Regions from separate parts of the Zea mays genome. Here region 1 is linked to region 2. The links are chromatin contacts, called in public Hi-C maps. All regions are on one chromosome and are shown on one strand. Each heading gives the region's core, a stretch centred on a gene start, on an enhancer-like site or on the middle of the called end of the contact. The rest is flanking DNA. Distances are from core to core; before and after follow the strand shown.

Region 1 (3,719 bases), core at 1,162-3,661, 74 kb before region 2:
GCGTTGACGGAGTAGGAGTCTGACTCGCGTAGGAGATCCAGCCGTTGCTCATAACTGAGCAGTTGGGAGTACACCTCCCCAATGGTGAGCGGATCAGCTCGCGCGACGAGGGAGGTGATGACCGGATTGTAGTCGTAGTCGAGGCCGGTGATGATGTACGAAATGAGCTCGTCGTCGTCGATCGGCTTGCCGGAGTTTGCCATCTCATCTCCCAGGGCCCTCATCTTGCCGACATATTCAGCAATTGTGAGGTCCCCTTTCTTGGTGGTGGCGAGGGCGATTCTTGTGTTGATGGAGCGTGCCTTGGTCATGGAGGAGTAAATTGTTTCGATGACCTTCCAGGTTTCTGTGGCAGTTTTGCATGCCGCTACCTGGGTGAGGGCTTCCTTGGTCATGGATGACAGCAAGAATCCTAGGACCTGTTGGTCTGTGGTCTTCCAGTCCTCCCATGCCGAATTGGGAACGTCGACGTCCTTGTCCTTGATGGTGGTCGCCGGAGCTGCAGCAGCACCCGTGAGGTAACCCTCCAGGCGCACACCCCTGACGACGGCTAGGACTTGCATCTTCCAGAGTTGATAGTTCCCCTTGGCCAGTTTCTCAGAAACAGCTTGACCGACGAGGGGATTGATAATTGCAGCAGTGCTCGACATGATGATTCTCTGGTGGATTTTGGTGTTTATGGATTGGCTCTGATTACCATAAAGAATATCAGAGGCGCTGGAAGAGATTGGAAAACACCGTGATGCCCGTGGCCGGTGTGCTGCATGTTTATATATGGGCAATAACAACCATTGCCGTGGTTTACATTTGGATAATCATGAGTCTGTTTCAGATAATAACACAGAGTTGGTTACACGAGATAAACTCTAATACAACCGACTATATAAGATAAGATTGATATACTAACTCTGCGTTATCTGTTACATGCGCTTTGCTTTACAATCTTCACCTTTATATTCACCAATACGTCAGACACAAAAGGTCTATTTGGTTGACTTTTCTGCTCATGCAACTGCACCCGCGGATACGTGAAGCATCCTTGTTTGATTAGGCTCGCATGATTCTTAAGCCCACGGAGCCAGGCCCGTGGGAAACGCTCGTCGCGGAGCCGATGCATAGTCGAGATGCCTTTTCACTTTAATCGTCGAACTGATTTTATATATGTGTTCTTGACATTTTCAAACAGAACTAGACTATACATGATATATATATTTAAAACTTTAAAAATTATGTGCTTAAAATTAAGACTATTTCTACTATTTTAAAGCATTTCTTTCTACGGTCCACAGTCCTGTGGCGCTATGCCGCTATCCATCGTCGACAAGGTCAAAGTGAGTGTTTAAATACACTAGAGTTAATAGTTAGCTACTAAAATTACCTAAAGACATCCAAACAGTTTAGCTAATAGTTTAATTATCATATACATTTAGGTATTTGTTAGCTAGCTAATTTTATAAATAACTTTTAGTCAACTAGCTATTAACTCTAGTACATTTAAACACTCCCTGCTATCCATGAGTCTATCAGCATAAAGTGATCAATGCTTTGATTGTGCTTAACGTATTCTTTTAATTTGTCTATATGATACGTGCATCATATGTTCACTATTTTTTATGGGTATTATATATGATTGTGTGATGTCGTAGCGCACGAGCATTGTACTGGTTAACCTATAATTAATATCTATTAGATAATTTTAACATATATTTAGTGCCTATTAATAGATTTTAAATTTATTTAATAATTTTCTAACTCATGCAACATGTATTTATGTAAGCAACCAAATATTATCTCTCACAACAAAGGCTAGACATATACAGACAATCGAACATAAGATATTGCATGTGCTCATCTAAGCCAGTCAGAACCAAGCTTATTAGATATATACGAGCCAACATATAGTCCCAAAGAGAATGTAGAGTATCAAGTACGGTTTAAATCTTAGACCTTGTTTAGAACCCTAGTTAATAGTTAGTTAGTTAGTTAATAAATTATTAGCTGGGTTGAGCCAGCTAATAAACTAATTATTCGTTGTGAAGTAGCTAACAATGTGGTATTAGTTGATGATGTTTAGAACCTAACAACTAAATTTTAGTAGCTAATTATTAGTTTTAAAAGTTCGAAACAAGAGTGCTGGTAGATATAGCGGCGTGGGATCTAGCGTGCCTCTTGTCTACATCTCTCGCTCTATCTTGATTCTACAATCTTGTCAGTCATGTATAATCTGTTCTTGTTACACGATGCAAGTGTATGAAAAGCTTTTATGTTGGATTGAGATTTTCTAATTTTTAATATTTTTTCGACTGTTTACAAAGTATAATTGATTAAATTTAAAATTGTTTAATTCCGAATATGAGATATTTATTTATTTTAGGATGCCACTACTACGCACACCGCGCTGCGCTGTGTACGCAGCACGTGGACGCGAAGCCTTGCCGAAAGTTTTCCCTACGCGTTCGCAAGAGCTCGTAACCATCACGGCCTCCGCTTCTCCATTCGATCCCATATAAGCCTCCGCCACCCACAGAGCCACGCGTCGAACGGAACCCAGAGGAACAGAGCAGACGACGCGAGGCGATTTCTGCGGGTTTGCTTGCTCCATCTGTAGACCTTAGGCCGCCGCCGGGCGACCGTGCGCGTGCGGTGCTCACGCCCCACCCCGCTCAGGTGCGATGCGTTCGATGCCTTCATGTAGTAATCTTCGTAAGCTTGTTGCTTGATAGGTGGTTCCCCGTATCGATCGTCTGTTTTTGTGATGCCGCGAGGGATTGGGAAGCCCCGCTCGATCTCAGTTCTCCGCGCAGCAAAGCAGTCACGCGAGGACGCGCCAGTCCGCCGGATATCGCAGGACGCCGCATCCCGTGCAGATTGTTGTGCCTGACTAGTCCTCGCAAGATTTTGCGATTTCTGGACCTGCATGGGTTGTTTTTGTATTGGTCTTATCTTTTGTTCTGAAATACGCATGTGGTTGCTTTCGATGATGATGATGATGAAGAAACATGTGGAATACTGTATCGTGATACAGAGTGCTATGCTCTTTTCAGGTTTATTTATAATATTTGTGTATCTAGGTTAGTGTTTACATGGCTTGAGTAGTGAAGTAGATTTATTTGGTCACGGAGATGAGCTTTGTTAGAATAGCCTCGCTTGTCCTTTTCGGTGTAGGCCCTTTACTTTCCTAGTTAGTCTCACTATCTTGTTGGTTCTCACCCCTCGCACCTTGGCCCGGAGTGAGGTGGTGATCTTTGTACGGGTCGATTTTTTTCCTCTCTTAATATAGAGATACATAACTCTCCTGCAAATTCGGTAAAAAAAGTGAAGTAGATTTATAGTATCTGTATTACGTCGCTGGCTTAGTGAAACAGAAAAACCCTGAAAATGGTCAGTTCGTTATGTTATATGTTAGGATGGGTGTTTAAGTTAAGATATGATGCACTTTGGATGTTGGAATTAAATGAAGTGTCCTTCTGGAATCTCCTGATTCCTTTTTTTCTTTATGTGAACCATCATGTTCTCCAATTTGCAGAAAAGTGTGTTTAGTAATCTTGTACACATGTAGAGCTATTTCGTTTCACATTACCATATATGTTCTCTCTAATCGAGCGATAATATGCAGTGCACTTATGTTCCAATCTGCAACCGACTCAAAGATTTTGCTATGATGCTTGGCGCACGAAGAATTTCATTTCACATGTTATGATTGTTTCCTATAATGAAAT
Region 2 (4,202 bases), core at 407-2,906:
CCGTGGCGGTGCCCTCTGCACAGGGGCGGACGGTCCGCGCGCAGGGGCCGGACGGTCCGCGGCCTGGTGCGAGGCGCGGCGATGCTCTCTGCACAGGGGCAGACGGTCCGCGCGCAGGGGCCGGATGGCTCGCGGCCTGGTGCAAAGCTAGGGCTCCTGCCTGACGGCCGGACGGTCCGCGCCCTGGGGCCGGACGGTCCGCGCGTACGCAGGGGCGGCGGAAGATCGCCGGCGGTGCCTGGATCTCGCTCCCAGGGGGGACCCCGTCAGGGAGGAGAGATCCTAGGAGTTGTCTAGGCTCGGGCCGGTCGACCTAGACTCCTCTAATCGACGTAGAGTCGAAGAGAAGCGGAGAATTTGGGGATCGAGAGGCTAAACTAGAACTAGACTAGAACTACTCCTAATTGTACTGGAAATAAATGCGAAATAGAAGTTGTATTGATTCGATTGCTGATTACAAATCGGTCGTATACCTCTCTATTTATAGAGGAGGGGGGCTGGACCCTTTACACAACTGAATTCCGAGCTAATTCCGCGAATCTAGCTAACAACCGTAGCACAAAACTCGGAACCCTAATCTACTCTGCGCACGCGCGGACCGTCCGGCCTACGGGCGCGGACTGTCCGGCCTCAGGGCCGGACCGTCCGCACGCTCAATTTGGTGTCAAACACTAACCAAACTAGATAGATAATCTGTTGGAGTGGAGATGTTATAAATAGAGTGTAATCTTTATAAAAAGGTAAATAGAGAGTCAAATAAAGAACCAAAAATAGTCTCTTGGAGATACTCTTAGCCTTCAAAAGGAGCGTTGAGGCCTTGAAGGACTTTGGAACTGCCACCTGGCCCCAGGGTCGACGAGAGGCATGGCGACCACTAGGATCCATCTATGGCTATAAAGGCCTGATTAGTTCAGCTAGTTATGGAGAAAATTTGACTATCGTGGATTATTATATACTGAGAAAGGTAAAAGGATTCATTAGGTTTAGGATTTAGAAAGTGACGGATTCCTTCTATCGTGACGATTTGACCGATTGTGTTTTCACGTTAATTTTAGATAATTTTCATCAAAACGATTCTATAGAAGCAGACTGAAAAGTTACTAGTGTTTGACAGCAGTTTCTAATGGTCAGAATTAATAAAAAAAAAGCTGAAATGAACAGACCCAAAGTAGACCGGTTCAAACATCAATCTATGTCTATAAAGTAGACCGGTGCAGACGTCAAGTCAAGTCCAGATTGGATCAAAATTGGATCGCAAATTGTTTGGCGCATGGCACTATTAGACGTATCGGATCGAGGTTTTTGGGCTTTTCAAGTTTTAGTTTTGGATCAGGTTTTTCAAGTTATCTTTTAAATCAAAATTATAGTCCGTGTTTGATCTGTATAAATTATTACGGATCAAAAACTATGATCAATACCTATCAGTTTGATCCGTATAAATTATACATATCAGTTGTATTAGGGCCCGTTCGCTTATACAGAAATAAACTCGGATTCGTTCCAGCTCATCAAAATCTATATAAATTAGAGAAATAATCCGGCTAGAAATCAATCCGGAGCTTCAATCCCTGAAAACCGAACAGGGCCTTCGGATCTGGGCCTTATCGGATCTGAGTCATGATGGTCGAACTCAGGTCAGGGCTGTGACGGGGGAACGGGTGACGGTGGATCTAGGGTCGAGGGTGGCGCTGGCGCGAGGGTTCAGAGTCAGGGCTGCAGCGTTACAGTTCTTCAGATCACGTTGTTAGTACCTCCCTCAACCTGACACTGACCATGAATGCCTTTTAGTTCCAAAAAAAAGAATCTAAGGGTTAGTTTGGAAACACCATTTTTCCAAAAAAAATTAGTTTATTCTCCTTTAAAAAATAGAAATCCCTTGGAAAAATGAAGTTACCAAACTAGCCCTAAATGGGGAAACTCCAATGGTCCAAAACTAGTACCAATCAATACAGGACCAGTGTGTTAGTATTTGTGTAAATACATGCTTACTGCCGCGTCCACCCAAAGTCCTAGTGTTACCGATGAACAACAACTGTTACACAAACATGAAAATGGGCGGTGGAGCACCGTTTCTTGGGTTACGAGCAAGGCTGCAGTGTCCTGTTCGATATCTGTTTTTTCGTTCGCAATCAATCAGGCGCTCGGAGCTGAGCTGGGTATCTTGAATTGCTTCTTCACGTAATGTGATGCCTCTGAATCATTTCTGTGACACAGGACCCTAAGGAGGGTTTTGGAGTCCGCTCCAAATTTGCTCTTGCCACCTTGAGTAACTTCTCGTAGGTCATCAATGAGCACGCGGGTCTGCAGAAATATGATGCACAATAACATGTGATGTTATACAGATAACATTAAGGTATATACAGATTTCCTTGAACATGAAGGATAGCTATGTATCATTGTATATTAAGAACAAAAAGGGGAAAGAACCCTTACAAACACACGCACTCACACCACAGAGAGAGACTCCTAGTGGCTGCTATTAGGCACAGGGGCAAGGAGAAATAAAATGCCCCTAACCTGGTCAAATCCCCAAAAATGTAATTCCTCCCTAGCGAGGGGCAAGGTCAGCTAGGCTAAAAGAGCTCACATGAGTGAGAATACTGCCATACTGGGCTAGTGAGCCCTACGGGTTTTTAGTCCGCTAGAATGAAATTATAACCGTTAGAGTGTGTTCCTATATGTATCCGTAGACGTACTGGCACCACTGTTGAGCTACCGGTTCATTAGGGTTAGGGTTTACCCTGGATCTCTATATATATGTAACCACCTCCTATGCAATACAACAAGCATTCACATTTACATTCTCTTACATGGTATCGGCTAGGTATTTCCTCCCTCCCTCAGCCGCCGACCAGCTCTGCCCCGACCACCGACCACCTGCTTCCGTGCCACCGTCCCCGAGAGCCTCATGCTTCCCTCGCGGACGCCCTCATCCCAGCCACCTCTCCCACCACGCATAGCAGCGCGGCCGCTGCTCCCCTCCCTCCCGCTCAGCCGCCTCCGCACGCTCGTCCTCGGCGGCCGCCACGGTCGCGCCCTCCCCTCCGTAGACCGCCGCGCACGATGGTCCCCCTGGCACGACTGTCCCATCCGCCCCCACCTCCAGCGATGGCAGCGGCGCCCTCCCTCAGCCGGCGCTCGCGCCCTGGGCACCACAATAGCGACGCCTCCCTCGTTCAGTCGCGTCGCCGCGGGATCCGGCGAACCACGCGCCTGGACACCGTGTCGTCCCCCTCTGGCAAATGCCTTGATCTGAACAACTGGCAACGGGTTACTGAAGATCTCCGCATATTATTCCAGGGACTGCGATGAAAAACATTCATAACCAATACCTTCAGCTCAAGCCTGCATAATGATCTTGGATCGTCTTTGCGGAGGGAGCGCAGGGATAGGCTCCACACCAACACATGCAACCCTTCTACTGCGCCGAGAAGTTGATCTCAGTGTATGCCGTCCGGCGCGCCTCTTGGTAGGTCGTGGCCTCGGAAGAACGCCCCCAACTTCCTTAGACATTTTAGCGATGAATTCCTTTGTTGGGCTTCTGGCGGGCAACCGAGCATTGAAGACTGAGGAACTGGCCCTACATTGACTTGTGCGCTGACGATGACGTGAATACACCATGAAACTGTGTGCAACCTCCAGAACCAAATCATCCCCGAGAACCACTAGTCTAGAACCTTTTATTGACACAAAAAGAGCTCGACGTAGATCCAGTTCCGACTGCGCCAAATCAGGGGAGAACTCCACTATGCATCTCGGAAGAGGTTCGTCGGAGATGATCACCGACTGCCTTGGGGGAGAGAGACCAACTTGAGCTTCACCTGAGCCATTCTCCCGATCATAAGTAGACTGACTGGTAGAACCCTGACGTTGCTTGTTACGCTTTCGACGCCTCCTGCCCCACTATCCACCGAAGGGGCCTCAGCATCCATCCTCGATGTTGAATTTGACGTTGCTGGGGCACCCGCGGTTGACGACGCCTCCACCAGGTTATTGGCTGAGATTGGCCGCCATACCTTGCGCAACACCGCACGGACGAGCTATTCTCTTTCCAAGATAGACGATTCCACGCCGAACATCTGCCAGACTCTTCGCTCCAGCCTTCTTAAATAGTCGATCCCAGACTGGAAGTCGTGAGCCTTCATTGGCAGCATCACAAGATGTGAAGCACTCCGAGACACGGTGTCGTAATTGCAAGCAAT

The links. Hi-C and Micro-C count contacts between places; a contact is called where the count stands out from the background.
Region 1: a Hi-C map of tassel shows a contact between it and region 2, with 4 times the contacts expected there. The contact joins the promoter of LOC100281195 here to the enhancer-like site in region 2. A contact is called at or near these places in 4 of 25 Hi-C or Micro-C datasets (ear, leaf, tassel and 1 more).

The regions. Positions count from the first base shown.
Region 1 is chr6:147,315,622-147,319,340 of Zm-B73-REFERENCE-NAM-5.0, reverse strand. LOC100281195 (eukaryotic peptide chain release factor subunit 1-1) reads left to right here and starts at 2,411. Exons shown (of 3, transcript NM_001154114.2): 1 at 2,411-2,667. It overlaps LOC111589613 (small nucleolar RNA Z247), which reads right to left and starts at 185; the gene lies at 47-185.
Region 2 is chr6:147,239,920-147,244,121 of Zm-B73-REFERENCE-NAM-5.0, reverse strand. LOC103630192 reads right to left here. Exons shown (of 28, transcript XM_008651269.3): 28 at 1,829-2,301. The coding sequence ends at 2,134. Among protein-coding and RNA genes, the nearest start is that of LOC103630192, 40 kb to the right of the region's middle. Within about 2 kb of position 1,656, at least 12 of the 20 cell types and tissues checked have an H3K27ac peak or open chromatin away from gene starts, as enhancers often do. A contact at or near this core is called in ear and tassel, where this site is marked.